Linked DNA regions of Mus musculus: region 1 is linked to region 2. Evidence: chromatin contacts called from public promoter capture Hi-C data. All regions are on one chromosome and are shown on one strand. The core of a region is the stretch at or near the end of the contact, and the rest is flanking DNA. Distances in the headings are between cores, read along the strand shown.

Region 1 (3,012 bases), core at 510-3,009, 110 kb before region 2:
TTATCTAATAACCTTAGGCTTGCCTGCCTACTAAGACTAACTTCTGCTATTTTGGGCAATTTTATATTAAAGAAGAATCTTTTCAACTTAAAGAATGAGGCTGGCAAGATATAGATAAAAGCACTGGCCACTCAAACCTAAATGGAAACTCATGTGAAGATCAAGCCTCAGTTGTTTCAGGACAGACTGGAAAGCGCAGCAGCTGCGAAGCCCTATAGCTGCCCTGTGGCTGTTCTGACTGAGAGCACAAGTGTGTGAGACCCAAGGACTTCTCTGGGTCTGTCGTCCAAATCCAGACCAGCCCCCTCTCCAGCAAGACATCCTTTTACACTAGGCACATGCAATGCATCCCAATAACAGAATCGGAACTATTTTTATCTTGAATTGCCCACATGACTTAAGCTTGTGGGAAGGTGTGCTTGCCAGAAATAGACCGACAACTTTATTACAGAACACTTAACTGGAACAAATCTGGATGTGTTCTCAAATTGAAATCAATACATTGTGTTAAAAAAAAAAGTAAGATGGAGTGACTTTCATGTAGATTTATTTTTTTATGAATTTTTAAGTTATATCCATTCAAACAATAATTCCATATTTCCACATAGAAGGCTTTTAAATTTTTATTTGGGGTTGGAGAGATGTCTTGTCAGTGAAGAGAACTTGCTGCTATTGAAGAAGACCTAGTTCAGTTCCCAGCATCCACATGGTGGCTTATCTGGCACCTTCTTCTGACCTTTGCAGGAATGGGGCATACATGTACACATGGTGCACATACAGACATACATGCATTCAAACACTCGTACACAATAGTAAACACTTTAGACATATCCCATAAGAATGAAAATTAGAAGTATAAAGAAAGATTATCCTGAAGATCTATCACCCATAGGTTCCCAGACCCTCACCATTAACATCTGAACTGCTTGGTTTTTTTTTTTTTATTCCTATACATACATACATACATACATACATAGAGTGCATGTCCAAATGTCCTCTTTGTTACTATCTATCTGTCTTAGAGCCAGGCAGTATTTATGTGATATGTCTCGTTTTTAGTAATGTAAAATAAGTAAACTGCAGCCATGGCAACAAAAGCCTGTAATCCCAGTCCTCTGGAGGGTGAGGCAGAAGGATTTCCCCGAGTTTGGAAGGCCAGCCCAGGCTACAGATGAACTGCAGATTGAGTGCTGGTGTGGTTCTTCATTGTCTCAAGCCACTGAAATTCGAAAGTCATTTTCATACAGGCCGCACTCATGTCATGAATAAAACCATGAATGAGACCTTGAAGTAGAATGTTGTTATAACAAAAATGTAAAATAGGCTGGGCGATGTTGACGTTCGCCTTTGATCCCGGCACTCAGGAGGCAGAGACAGGTAGATAGCTGTGAGTTCGGGGCCAGCCTGGTCTACAGCTGGTCTAGGGCTTAGCGAATTCCAGGTCAGCCAAGGACACACAGAGAGACCCTGGTCTCGAAAAGGCTAAAAATAAACTGAAAGGGCAACACAAACTCTATTTGCTTCCATCTAAGGACCCCATTTGTCTCCATTTAAGGACTGGGCCTGATTTCAGAAAAGCCTGTGAGGCACCAGCTTCAGGAACAGACCGGAAGTCCCAAAAGCGAAGTCTTAGGATACCAGCTCTGGGAACAGACTATAAAACACAGAACAAGATCATACAACCCCCTCCCAAAGAACAGCCAGGGGATAACCACAGAAATGGGGAACTAGCTTATCTCTAAATGGGCCATCTGCGCCCGAGCCCTATTTCGTCACATGGTTGATTGCGCATGGTATCGAAATGTAGACCACTGATCACCTGTCACTCCCTAACACCCACCAATGAATTTTTAGATTACCTAATCCTTCTGGAGAGTTCCCCCTGTTCCCTATAAGAAGGCCTGAGTGCCTTTGTCTGGGGTCGGCAATTCAAAGAATGGTTGACCCCCTACATGCTGTCTATTTCTACAGAATAAACACTCTTTGTTTTTGCATACTATGAGTCTGGGGTCTTCCTTCAGCGGTTTTCAAACCCTTACAAAACAAACAAAGGTGACACTGACTACCAGTTATGGGGGGGAAAAAGAAAGCTGACATGAGAGGCAGAAAAGTTGGCGGTCTGTGATCTGCAGTGGCAAAGCACTTGGCAATAATCGTTGTAATAATAACTTAGAAGGCATGCCATATGCTTACTGATCTGTCAAGTCCAAGGGAAGCAACGACAGGGAGCCAAACTGTTTGTGAATATTGACTACAGTTGGCTAGCAAGTACTGGCAACTTGCAAAGAGGAAATTCAGAAAATGTTAGTTGGGAATCTTAAACTACTTGTAGATCTCAAATTGTAGGAAATTGTACTGAAAAGAATCTATAGCAACAAACACCTGTTCACTTACAACTTTACGGGCAAAGAGCACATTCGAATTGTAGACCTCCCATAGGTGCTGGAAACATCACAGGAACTGCCAGGAAGCTGCATTATCAAAGAGGGGGCACATCAAAACAAAACAAGTCAAAAAAAAAGACCCAGAATAGATCAAGAAAGCATTGAGGAAGAGGAACTGTTTATGAATGAAATGTAAACTCACATTTCTTAAGAAGTTGTGTTCCCATAGAAAACAAAAGTCTGGGATAAAGACTAGTAGAGGAATAAAACAGCTCTCAGGCCCCCCTAAGAAGGGAACGGACTCCAAAATCTACATAACTTCAGAGAAAGCACACTCCCAATCACCAACCTCTGAAGCCTCACCACAAAGGGAAGCACCACAGAACAAAATGAGATTATAGTATGGACATGTAAAAGTATGGGGTTTCTACACCTGCCCCTGCTCCTAATAAATTCCATGGGGACCTAGTATATTTATTAACAAGCATCTGGCACTAAGCTGGACAAATTTTGCACTATTCTAACCAGATGCCCTGGCCTATATCCCAGCCACGTGGCATTATCCTGGGCTCACTCTGGCACCTCCTTCTTCCTCTGTCTCTCCTCTTTACACCAGCCTCACTGGGAT
Region 2 (3,323 bases), core at 411-2,910:
TTTTCCTGTATTTCTTTAAGGGAGTTATTTATGTCCTTCTTATCACCATCATGAGAAGTGATTTTAGACCTGAATCTTGCTATTCCGGTGTGATGGTGTATCCAGGACTTGCTATGGTAGGAGAATTGGGTTCTGATGATGCCAAGTAACCTTGGTTTCTGTTGCTTATGTTCTTATGCTTGCCTCCTGCCATCTGATTATCTCTAGTGCTACCTGCCCTTGGTATATCTGACTGGAGCCTGTCCTTCCTGTGATCCTGGTTGTGTCAGAACTCTTCAGAGTTCAGCTGTCTCTGTGATCCTGTGATTCTGGGATCCTGAGATCGTGGGTGTGTCAGAGCTCCTGGGAGTCAGTTTGCCCCTGGACCCTGAGATCCTGGTGTGACCAAGCTCCTGGGATCCTGGGATCCTGGGCTTGTTAGAGTGCCTGGGAGTGGAGCTTTTCCTGGGAGTTGTGAGACTGGCTGCAGAGTTCACACCTAAGGTCTGCTCAGACCGGAAGGAACCTGTACCACTGGTCGGGTGGAATTCCTGGGTGCCTGGGTCCTGCTGGTCCCAATTACTTCCAGTGTTGGGGCAGGTGTTGTGTCCTTCTCATCTCTGATCCTATGATCCTGGGAGTGTTAGACCACCTGGGAGTGGATCTTCCTCTGGGTATTGTGGGACTTGCTACGGAGTTCACAACTTAGGTCTGCTCAGGGCACTGGCCCAGACCAGAAGGAGGAGTCTGCAGCCCAACTAACCCAACAATAGGCAGCTGTGAATGGGAAATCCAAGGATCTAGTAGTTGCTCAGTCCCATGAGGCTAGGCATTTCATCCGTATAAGCTGTAATTCTGAAGAAGTAGGTTCCTCCAGCTGTGCTGGCAAGAAAGAGCAAACAGGAGAAGAGTCAGATGTATAATTTATACTAGAACTAGTTTACTCAAAGCATGTACACACACACACACACACACACACACACACACACACACACACATCTATATAGGTGGTTCTGTACTGCCTGTTCTAGGAATGGCAATCATGTCTTTGTTTCAAAAGTTGTTTATAACCATCTTGCAACCCTACTTTTGTTTAAAAGGTTGTATGACCACCTATGATTACAGCTTTTTGAAACAAAGACATGCTTGCCATTCCTGAAATGTGAAGTACAGAATCATTTGTAGTTATGGTTACAGGCATAGCCCAATTCTTCAAAACCATAAGTTTATGCATAAATAGGAATAAACCCAGCTTGTCTTTACTGTAAGATGACTTTTAAGCCTAAGTTGGAGGCAGGCTGGTTCTTCACTGGCTTTGAGTTTAGAGTTGTGCCTGTCTCTGCCTCCCTTGGGCTGACATTAAAGGTGTATACCACCACACCTGATGAAGGGCATGTTTTCAAATGTAATAGCTGAATAGTTACTTAAACAGCACATTATTTTGACTATAAGATGGGAGTGGTTTTGTATTAAATTCTGTAAGTTCATGGGCTGAAATTAGATAAGTCAACACCCTCATGAATTTTAAGTTCAGCACTCTTAGACATCCTCCTTTGGGGTTCGATTACTATTTATATTAGATTCTAAATTCTAAAATGAGCAGTCATTCTCCTGACGTCTGCTTGAGTTCTGACAGCAAGCAGCTAAGTTCGAAATGTTTAGACAGGCAGAAGGAAATGGGGAAGTGAGTCAATTATCTATCTACAGCTCCCTGCCCCCCACGCCTGCACACACACACACACACACACACACACACACACACACACACACACACACAGAGAGAGAGAGAGAGAGAGAGAGAGAGAGAGAGAGAGAGAGAGTTTTTGAAAACAGCAGAGCAAATAGATGGTTGTCTACAACAGCTAAGTTCTGTTTCCTCTGCCCAGAATGTGTAAGTAATTGTGCGGTCCTTTGTGTACTTTAGCCTGTGTTTTGAACTTCACATTTGACTACATTGGCTCCAAACAGTCCTTTGTGCTCATGAAATAAACATGAGGATTGTCTTGGCCAAGTCCAGCTGTGAGGATCCACATCCATCGTCAAGCTTGAGCTCAGATGATTTTAAGGATAATTTTATCTGTGGTTATTTAGTGATCATCAGTAGAGACATCATAATAATATGACTTTACATAAACATTGAAATTAATCTTTTTAAAAGGGAACATGGCATTAAGATTTGAAACTGGGAGGGGGATGCATGTTCCCAGGGCTTGGATGAGGCACAGAGTATATTAAGAGCAACTGTACCATCGAGTTACACAGCCAGCTCCCCAGATTTGTATGTGTGCTCATGTGTACACAGATGTGCATGCACAGGAGCGGGGTGGTCAGTAAGGAGTGAGACAGACATCAGGCATCTTCCTCAATTGCTCTTTACCATACCTTTTGAGACAGGTCTCCTTTTGGGCTGGAACTTGCCTAATTAGTTTAGGAAGGCTAGCCAGAATGTCTTAAGGATCTTCCTATTTCTGCACACACACACACACACACACACACACACACACACACACACACACACAGACACATACACAGACACACACTCACACACCCTCCAGCTCTGGGATTATAGTGGCATAGTGCCTCATCCAGCTTTTCATGTGTGTGATGGGGACTCGAACTCAGGTCTTCATGCTTATGTGACAAACATTTTATGGACTGAGCAAACTCCTTAATCAATATCTGTCTTGTTAAAAGTTCCAGACTTTGTATAGTTTGGGAATGCCACAGAAATCCTAAATATGTTGCCATGCAAACTCGATGATATAGTTTTTTTTCTTTTGTTTTTTTAATTAGGTATTTATTTTATTTACATTTCCAATGCTATCCCAAAAGTTCCCTACCCGCTCCCCCACCCACCCACTCCCACTTCTTGGCCCTGGCGTTCCCCTGTAGTGAGGCAGATAAAGTTTGCACAACCAATGGGCCTCTCTTTCCACTGATGGCCAACTAGGCCATCTTCTGATACATATGCAGCTAGAGACACGAGCTCCGGGGGGTACGGGGTAGTTCATATTGTTGTTCCACCTATAGAGTTGCAGATCCCTTTAGCTCCTTGGTTACTTTCTCTAGCTCCTCCATTGGTGACCCTGTGATCCATCCAATAGCTGACTGTGAGCATCCACTTCTGTGTTTGCTAGGCCCCGGCATAGTCTCACAAGAGACAGCTCTATCTGGGTCCTTTCAGCAAAATCTTGCTAGTGTATGCAATGGTGTCAGCGTTTGGAGGCTGATTATGGGATGGATTCCCAGATATTGCAGTCTCTAGATGGTCCATCCTTTCATCTCAGCTCCAAATTGTGTCTCTGTAATTCCTTCCATGGGTGTTTTGTTCCCAATCCCTCCAT

The links. Promoter capture Hi-C pulls out the DNA fragments that hold promoters and counts their contacts.
Region 1: a contact with region 2 is called in a promoter capture Hi-C map of the HPC-7 cell line, with 2.7 times the contacts expected there. A contact is called at or near these places in 4 of 39 promoter capture datasets (3T3-L1-derived adipocytes, the C10 cell line, the HPC-7 cell line and 1 more), 1 of 484 Hi-C or Micro-C datasets (nephron progenitors) and 1 of 130 datasets of targeted methods (embryonic stem cells).

Annotation. Positions count from the first base shown.
Region 1 is chr19:34,904,333-34,907,344 of GRCm38.p6, reverse strand. No RefSeq gene overlaps it. Among named protein-coding and RNA genes, the nearest start is that of Kif20b, 17 kb to the left of the region's middle.
Region 2 is chr19:34,798,433-34,801,755 of GRCm38.p6, reverse strand. No RefSeq gene overlaps it. Among named protein-coding and RNA genes, the nearest start is that of Gm22082, 3.9 kb to the right of the region's middle.